Linked DNA regions of Sus scrofa: region 1 is linked to region 2. Evidence: chromatin contacts called from public HiChIP or PLAC-seq data. All regions are on one chromosome and are shown on one strand. Each heading gives the region's core, a stretch centred on a gene start, on an enhancer-like site or on the middle of the called end of the contact. The rest is flanking DNA. Distances are from core to core; before and after follow the strand shown.

What was found. HiChIP or PLAC-seq counts read pairs in DNA pulled down with a chosen protein or histone mark.
Region 1: a contact with region 2 is called in an H3K27ac HiChIP or PLAC-seq map of alveolar macrophages. The contact joins two enhancer-like sites. A contact is called at or near these places in 1 of 5 promoter capture datasets (liver), 4 of 47 Hi-C or Micro-C datasets (alveolar macrophages, embryonic fibroblasts and skeletal muscle) and 2 of 2 datasets of contacts at active chromatin or transcription factors (alveolar macrophages and skeletal muscle).

What each region holds. Positions count from the first base shown.
Region 1 is chr13:61,580,436-61,585,038 of Sscrofa11.1, forward strand. No RefSeq gene overlaps it. Among named protein-coding and RNA genes, the nearest start is that of BHLHE40, 55 kb to the left of the region's middle. Within about 2 kb of position 1,451, at least 2 of the 83 cell types and tissues checked have an H3K27ac peak or open chromatin away from gene starts, as enhancers often do. A contact at or near this core is called in alveolar macrophages, where this site is marked.
Region 2 is chr13:61,356,508-61,360,527 of Sscrofa11.1, forward strand. ITPR1 (inositol 1,4,5-trisphosphate receptor type 1) reads left to right here. Exons shown (of 59, transcript XM_021069282.1): 51 at 1-114. Among named protein-coding and RNA genes, the nearest start is that of BHLHE40, 170 kb to the right of the region's middle. Within about 2 kb of position 2,619, at least 8 of the 83 cell types and tissues checked have an H3K27ac peak or open chromatin away from gene starts, as enhancers often do. A contact at or near this core is called in alveolar macrophages, where this site is marked.

The DNA of each region.
Region 1 (4,603 bases), core at 201-2,700, 220 kb after region 2:
AAGAAACCGACGATGTGTCAGTGGGGCAGGAAAATCAGCTTCAGGAAGGGCTGCCATTGGAAAGGTGTATTTATTTAGCTGTTTTACCAGTGAAGACCTGGACCCATGAATAAGTGTTACCACAAGGCAGATGAGGATCTGTGTCGCTATCAGAAAAGTCTGCAAAAGGAAGTGGACTGCCTCGTGGCTTCATCAGCTGCCTGTTGTGAATGTGTTCAACTAGGGCTTAATGACCAAGTGTCAAAGATGTGGTCGAGGTGATTCCTAATGTAGGAAGTTGGGTCAGACATTGACTTTGAGATGGATGCAGGCGAGGTGGCTAGAATTGGGAGCTGGTGAGCAGGGTCGATGGTTGCACACTCTCACAGCGATAAGGCTACTTCTCCTTTGACCTATGTTATATATTTGGACTTCCAAATATTTGAAAAGAAGACTTCACTACTTAAAAGCAAAGTTGTTTCTTTTTTGTTATTTGTTGTTTTTTTCTGGAAGACCTTTGAGGACTCTTTGAACTTTGGGGCTCTACATCCATGATTCAGAGTTGCCTGTGACCTCAGCAGCTGTGCAGTTTGTCAGAACTCTTTTGGTTTGCAAGTGTTAAATCTCCTCTCAACTGGGCTAAAGCAAGCTGGGGAATTGGTGACTGGAGAAATCTGCAGGGCTGTGGAGGTGGTTCACAGAAGTGTAAAAAAAGAGCTGTGACAACCGTGGCCTCAGGGACTAGGACCTGCAACCCAACGTCGTTCAAGTGCTTGCTCTGTTCATCTGATACTCAGCCCTGCCCTCTTCATTCCTCCCTGCGTCCTGGCCTCTGGTGCACACGGCTGGCTGCTGCTGCTGCGGGAGAGAGAACTCCTAACAGCCTCTGTGTGTTGATCTCAGGCAAGGATTATCACTGGCCCCTTTAAAACAATAGCCCATCCCTTGATGGGAATGGAGTGCTAGGACCAGCCAGGCCTATGTTAGTGGTCCTTCCTATAGCCAGGGCAGGGAGGAGCCTTACTGGACTGAAGGTAACAAAACCATTGGTTACTTCCAGCTTGGAAGTCCTTGAGACAACATGAACAGGAAAAAAAAAAAAAAAAAAAAAAAAAGAGAGAGAGAGAGAGAAGAGGAGAAAATAAAACATAAATGGAAAACTTCAGCCAAAGTCTTTGAATTCCCTCTTGTAAAAGGGCATTCCAGTGACACAGTTTCTGTGTATTGGGTATTGACGTTAGGTCATAGATCATAGACCATGCATTTCATAATGTATTACTTGTGTTATCTTTTAAAATCATCTCAGGATCCGAGGTGGACCTTTACTATCATTTTGCAGATGAGAACCTGAGGCCCAAAGATGTTCATTAACTTTCCCAAGAGCACACATCTAGAATAAGACCTAGAATGGGCTTAGGCCATGCATCTGGGCCTACGTTTCAAGCTATGCTTCACCACTGATGAGGAAGTGGCTAAGAGGGTTTGGACACAAACAGAACAGGGTTCCTCAAACACAAATGCCGAGACCAGGGCTCATGCTCCGAGGCTGGCGAAAGAGAACAAAGGACAGGGAGACAAAAGCCCTGAATTCAAATCCCAGCTCTGCCTCCACTACTGATTAGCTGCACCCAGAATGGTCTTTAAAATGCAGATCTGACAGTGTCATTTTGCTGCTAGAAATTCTTTCCTGGCCTCCAGGGAACATCCAGCTGGTTTACTAAGGCCAACCAGCCCTGGCATGTCTGTCTCACCCTGTAGCTTCTCGATGTCTCCAGCCCCTCACGACACTGACTGTTCCTTATAGGTTTCAGGCTTTTTTTTGCAAATGCAGTCCCCTTTGCTTTAATGCCTGTTCTTGGTCCCTATTTTGAACCAGCACCTGCATTTCCCTTCTGGTGACAGCTTTAATCCACCACTTCTTGGAGGGGGCCTCCTCCTGATTGCCAAGAGGTGGGAGTCACCTGCTGAACACCCCAGGATGCACTTACTTCTCCATCAAGGCACCTCTCCTGTCTCAATGCCCATGAATGAAACTGCTTTGGTGTGCCTGTGAGCTGTAAGCTCCATAAAGGGGAGCCACCATTGCTGCCTCTTTCTTCTGTATCCACAAACCTAGAGTGATGCTTCGTATGCAGTGAGAGCCCACTCAGGATTTAGTGAAAGGCTCAGTGAAAGTCTAAGCACCCACTCCGGGCCTCCTCTCCCCAGTCGTCAGATTGTGTAGGTGTCTAACTGAAAGCCTTTGAGAGCACCTGTGTAAAGAGGGAGTTAGTGTCAGTGGGTGGAAGGCAGTTGGGTCTCAGAATGGGGTTGCGTTTTATTTGGAGCCTGTGAAAGAAAAGGCTAGCTGGGGCCATCTGGTCTGGTAACAGGTGGACACAGAAACAAAGAGGAGAAGTTCACATTGAAAGCAGCCCCGCCCGTGAAAAACTCACATGCCTTCCCAGAAGAAGGCTGTGGCTCGGTTCCTCTCTCTCCCTCTGATATATGTTTCAAGCCCTTGCTCTTGAATGTGACTGATATTCAGAGTTTGCTGCTGTGTGAGCAGAGCTGCTGTGAGAACTGAAAACAGCTTCTGGGAGAGCAATTAGTGGAAGGAAGGATTCAGTGTCGCTTTTGTGTGTGTGTCAGTGATTCAACTCTAGATACAGGGAGCTCAGAGCAAGGTAGTGGAGCCAGTTGTGTGCAACTGAGGCTTTGACCACAACAAAGGCTTTGACCACAACAAAGGCTTTGACCTGGGTTTGCTGGACATGCATTTTTGCCTTGGCTTGCCAGCCATGCAGACTCTGGAGTATTCAAAGCCTGTCTCTGGAGTTCCCGTAGTGGTGCGGGGGAAATGAATCAGACTAGGAACCATGAGGTTTCGGGTTCAATCCCTGGCCTCGATCAGTGGGTTAAGGATCCAGCGTTGCCGTGAACTGTGGTATAGGTAGCAGACACGACTTGGATCTGGCGTTGCTGTGGCTGTGGCACAGGACAGCAGCAATAGCTCCGATTCGACGGCTAGCCTGGGAACCTCCATATGCCTTGGGTGAGGCCCTAAAAAAGGACAAAAAGGCAAAAAACAAAAGAAAACAACAACATAAAGAAACAAATCCTGTTTCTTCCCCTTACTATGCAATCTTGGGCAAGTTGTTCAATCTCTTCGGGCCTCAGTTTTCTCATCTGTAAAATGTAGGTACCTGTAGCATATGCTTATTAGTTATAGTGAGGATTCCTTGAGTTAATTTTTGTGATGTTCTTCTGGTGCCTGGCCCATAAATGTTTTTAGTGTTATGTTTTGAAAAGTCTTCCCAGTTCTTATTCTGGTATCCGGCACTTGGACTTGTGTCCCTCGAAGAGCCATCTGCAGCTGCCTTCATAAGAATCACTTGGGCCAGAGGTGATATTCAAGATATTTAATGACAGAAAGGGCAGGGACCTCCACTAATCAGAACTGACAGCAGTTATGATGGGAGAAGCCCATCCTATGCCAGGCATCAACCCATGGACCCTGCGGTTTCTGAACCATGCATATCTGGGAAAGATCAGGGTAAATGGTATGGCAGGTGAACAACCATCTTGCTCTTTCCAGGATGTGGGATTCCATTGTTGAAACTGGGACAGTCCTAGAACAGTTGGTCAGCTCCACCCAAGTCCTTTGGGAGCAATGTCTATTTACCAACTGGTTTAGAAATGTGTCAGTGTCTTAGCAACCAGTGGGACCACACCAGTGCCTACTGGCTGAATGTCAGCCCTGCCCAGGGCCTTAGGAAAATGCATATTCTGGGCCCACCTCCAGACAGGTTGAATCAGAATCTCCAGAGCCAGGAAATCCGCATTTTAAACATGCCCTCCAGGTGATTCTTATGCTTGTGTGTGTGTCACTTTATGTCCAGGGCCAGCACAAGTAGGTGCTCTGCAAATATTTGTTCAAAGAATGGATACAGGTCCTAGTGCTGCGGGAGGGCTCAGGCATGGTAATTAAGGTTTGGGCTTTGTACCTGGGCTAAACTCAGATCCTAGTTCTTTTCTCTCTCGGTTGACCAGACTTGGGTGAGTTAATTGATCTCTTGGAGCTCTAATTTCCTTACCCAGAAAATGGGATAATAATAGCACTACCTTACAGAGATGTGTGTTAACTAAAATAATATATGTAAGGCAATTAGCCACAGTGCCTGGAATAAACGCTCAACAGAATGTAGCTATCACTACTGCTGTTGTTATTATCAATGGTTTGGTATTCCTTTCTTTTTTTTCTTTGTACAGCTGAACTTGTGGCATATGGAAATTTCCAAGCTAGGAGTCAAATAGGAGCTGCAGCTGTGGCCTATGACACAGATGTCACAGCTTGTGGCAATGCCTGGTCTTTAACCCACTGAATGAGGCCAGGGATCAAACCTGCATCCTCACAGAGACAATATTGGGTCCTTAACCACACAGTGGGAACTCCTGGTTTTGTTTAATTCAGCAAAGAGTTTCTGAGCTGGATACCAGGCACAGTGCTGGACACTGAGGTTTCCACGATGAATAAGAAATGCTTTGTACCTTAAAAACACATAAGCAAACATTCCAGGCACAGAGTGATGTGGTCTCTCTCCATATATACTGTTGGTGTGCCAAGTGGCTAGCCCAGGTGATG
Region 2 (4,020 bases), core at 1,369-3,868:
GTCATTGCCCTCCCCAAGCCCCACGGCATCCGGGCCTTAATTGCTTCCACAATTCTCCGGTTGATATTTTCGGTTGGGCTACAACCCACATTGTTTCTTCTGGGAGCTTTCAACGTAAGTATGAATACCTCCATGGCCACTTTTTGGTGTACATGCAAATAGGAATGCCTTGCCTTCTCCCTAGAATCTTGGCCTGTGCTTTCAGTGCAGAAAGATGTTATTTGGATCGACAGTTAACAGCAGAAGCAAGCGAGAGCTGCGAGCACACCTCTCCCTCTTAACCTTTTCACAGGACCATCAGCCTCTTCATGTGTTACCCCAGCATCAACTCTCTCATTTCAGGGAATATTCCTCTCAGAATTAGGTGGGAAAAAGGAGAGGAGTTGAGACTTGGGTTCATCTTGCCAACCCTGTCAAAGGTTGGCTAGAATGAGAGATTTTAGCCAATAAGTCAGATGACTGAATGGTCACACATCAGCCACTTCTGGTGAGGCTCAGAGAGAACAGAGCAGAGTAGCAGGAGGAATGTTCCCAGAGAGGGATCAGGTGGCAAGGTAGGAAGAGAATCAAGGAGCGTTACCTCCACGTCAGCAGTGACATTGACAAAGACTCCTACACTTGAGGTGGATGCCAACTCTGGAATTCTTAGGACCTAACATGGCTGATGTCAGACCATAAATTGGAGAGGTTTCCTGGTGAGAGGAAGCAATAAATTGGGACATGTGAGGCACTGCAGGGATCAAAAACTGCCTTCGACTCAGTGGATTGCGGATCCAGTGTTGTCACTGCTATGGCCCATGTCACTGCTGTGGCTCAGGTTTGATCCCTGGCCCAGGAACTTCCACATGCCACAGTTGAGGCCAAAAAGAAAAAAACAAAACAAAACAAAACTGGCTTCCAGAGCTTCCTGGCCTGGGCACATGAAGAAGCCGAAGACTGTACAAAAATGTAAGTGATATTGCAAAGTAAGGTGAATTTAGTCATTTAAGGCAACGATAAATGTCCCCAGACAAGTGTTCGCATGGCAGAGGCAACAAGGGTGTTAGAGGAGAAGAGACCACTACAAGCTGAGAAGTTGAAGGGTAGGAGGCAGCGGAGATGTTTCGTCATAAAGAACAGAAACAGTTGAGCCAGGAAGCAGGGCTTGAGAAGAGCCTTTTCCTGTGGGCCCCATGGGCCAAAGCCGTGAGGGAAGCCTCACGCCCTCAGGAGACCATCATCAGTTGAGTTTTGCCTCCTCACTCCCATGTGTGGTCACACGTAGGGCCTCATTCTGTACAAGTAACCCCTGCCCAAATTTTAGGATAACTTCATCCTCCAGGTCATTGAGTTCCTAGTGGGTAAATCTTAGGCGAAAAGGGGGTTCCTTGGTGAAATCCCTGTAGGAAATGCTGAATTAAACAAAATGAAAGGTTTTTAGATTTCTGAGACATCAACCTACACATCTGGGTTATGAATCTCCAAGAAAGGGAAAATGAGTATTTGTAGTTCCCAAACTCATTTGCCCACAGTTTTTTGTAAAGTATCACTTGGCATGAGTAGAATACAGATTGGAAAACTCTGACCAAAGTGTTGGTATATACAGGGAGGTGTTCTTGAGAAAACTCACCTGGTAGTGGCATGTTAGGTGGATTCAGCAAGGGGGTGCTGAAGGGACCACTTTGGGCCTCCAGCAAGCTTTTGATTCCATGTGACAAGCCTGTGTCTTGGTCATAGTAGAGAAAAAGGAAGGTACACGTGTCAGAGCTTCCTGGGGAATAGTGACACGTAGTGGGCAAAGCCTCTGAGCCTCCCACCTGAAAGCAATGCAGGCTTGGTCTGGGTGTCTTTCTCCAGGCAAGGAAGGTATTACTGTGTTGACTGGGTGGTGAAGAAGGCAAGTATTACTCCTGATTGTCCCAGAAGCCTGGGAGAAGAAGAACAGAGCCAACCAAAATAAGTCATGCAACCAAGACCTGGTTTTCAGGGTGAAAACAGACTTACATTGTTGACTTACAGGGCTTGAAGTGACAAAGCAAGATGTTACTGTTAGGCCTGGTGTTTGGAAATGCATGACCAGAGTGACACGCGTGACATCAGTGTTGACAAGGAAATGCGGCCTTCAGCTGTGGTGAGAGGTCACTATTGAAGAAAGAAATAAGGAGAAAAAGATAAATGAAAGGAAAAAAACACTCAGTATTTCTAAGTTGTCTTCAGTGGGCTGTCTGCTTCTTCTGTTTCCCTGGATTCGAGTCATTCCACATTATCTCTTCTTTAACATAAACGAGTTAGCAGAAAGACTCAATTTGAATAATGAATTACCGTTTATAGTATTGTTAGCTGGGAGGGTGGAAGGAAGCTGAAACAATAATTAATTATTTAGAGGGAATAATGTAAGAGGAATGCCCACCTGTGGCAGTGGGAGAAGAAAGGGCAGCCATGGACCCACAAAGGAGGACTGTTGGAGATGTGAGAGAGCTGGTATCCTGGCAGCCCCATGTGGGGGGAAAGTGGTCTGGAGGGTGCTTCAGGAGCTGGGGTCAGGTGATGGGAACGGGCAGGGCCAGACTGCTGGGTGTGCCCTGGAGAGGCCCCAGGGACTTGGGGAGAGCTGCTGCTCCAAAGAGCTAGGACCTAAAGGCAGACCGGACACAAGCCAAGCAGGGTCCACAGGAAGTAGGGACGGCAGACTGAGTTGATGACTAGGAGACAGCTGCTGCTGAAGCAGAGGAGTCAAGTAGGCAGAAGTTAAAGGGGAGAGTGAATTTAGGAGAAGCGATTGCTCTGCTGTTACGACCATAGGGCCCCAGGCATGTTTGAGGTCCTGGAAGGTCAACCAGAGCCTGGCCTTGTTATTGTTTCTTGGAAACCCTGGCAACACAGTTCATTTAGAGTCACTAATGCTTTCTCACCCTATGAAAGATCCTGCACTGGCAAGGTTTTGAATATTAGGAAAAAAAAGAACCAGTGGATTGAAAGTTGAGCCTGTCTGAGAAAACCAAACCTCCTCCATGGGTGTTGCCTTCCTCACTTATCTGATTGCTGAGAAGCTCACTTACACTGACCCACCAGATTAACTGGCAGCATTTCCCCAGCACCATGGCCAAGCTAGCAAGGGTAGCAGGAGATGGTTTTACCAAGTGCAGCCGAAGAGCTTTCTCTTGATTTGGGTTTTTCTGTCAACACACTGCTAAAGAGAAACTTCTAGGCATGGAGTTTCTATCAAAGGTGGGACAGTATTATACATGGACCAACCTTCAGTTATGGGGGTCAGAAAACTTAGTCCACAGTAGTTCAAGTGAAGGAGAAAAACGTATTTGTTCATATGACTGAGAATCAAGAGCCTAGCTTCAGGCGTGGCTGAATCCAGGGACCCAGACAGGCTCAGGGCTCAGGTCCTCTTGTTTGGCTCTGCACCCGTAGTACCCTAGGGCTCTGAGGTACCACAGGATGGAAGCTAGCAGCTTTAGAGTTCGCTTTCTTTCAGGTTCAAGGTCAGAGGTAAAGAACAAAATTGTCTTCATTGCAATCCTAGGAAAGATCTCAGTGGGTGTCATTGGCTCCATTTGGTCACAGGCAGATCCTTGACTCATTGCTGATCCCTGACCCAGTCTTTGTCAGGGGAATACAGTATTCATATTGTCCAGAATGGAGCCCCACCCAGACCTCAGGGACAGATACATGGGAAAGGAGGGATCCAAGAGGAAAATTAGAAGCTATTCCCAGAAGAGGGGGCAGGGGATCAGAATTCACCCCGAAGTCCTTTACTTTTTCCCTCCCAAGAAAATCCTCATTTTCCCTGTGAAATTAGGAGCAACAGAAGATAAGAACTGGCTGCTTCTCATTCAGTTGCAACCCTCTAATGCCTAGAACGCAACAGAAATTCAGAAAACACTTTTCATCATGCTGATGGCAGGGTTCATGGATGGAGGCGACTTCTGTGTTTGACTAACTCATGTAAGGATGTTAGAAATGATTCATATCTCATCTTGAAAATCATAATTTCAGTATGTGTTAATTTTGTTTCTGTCATGTACAAAT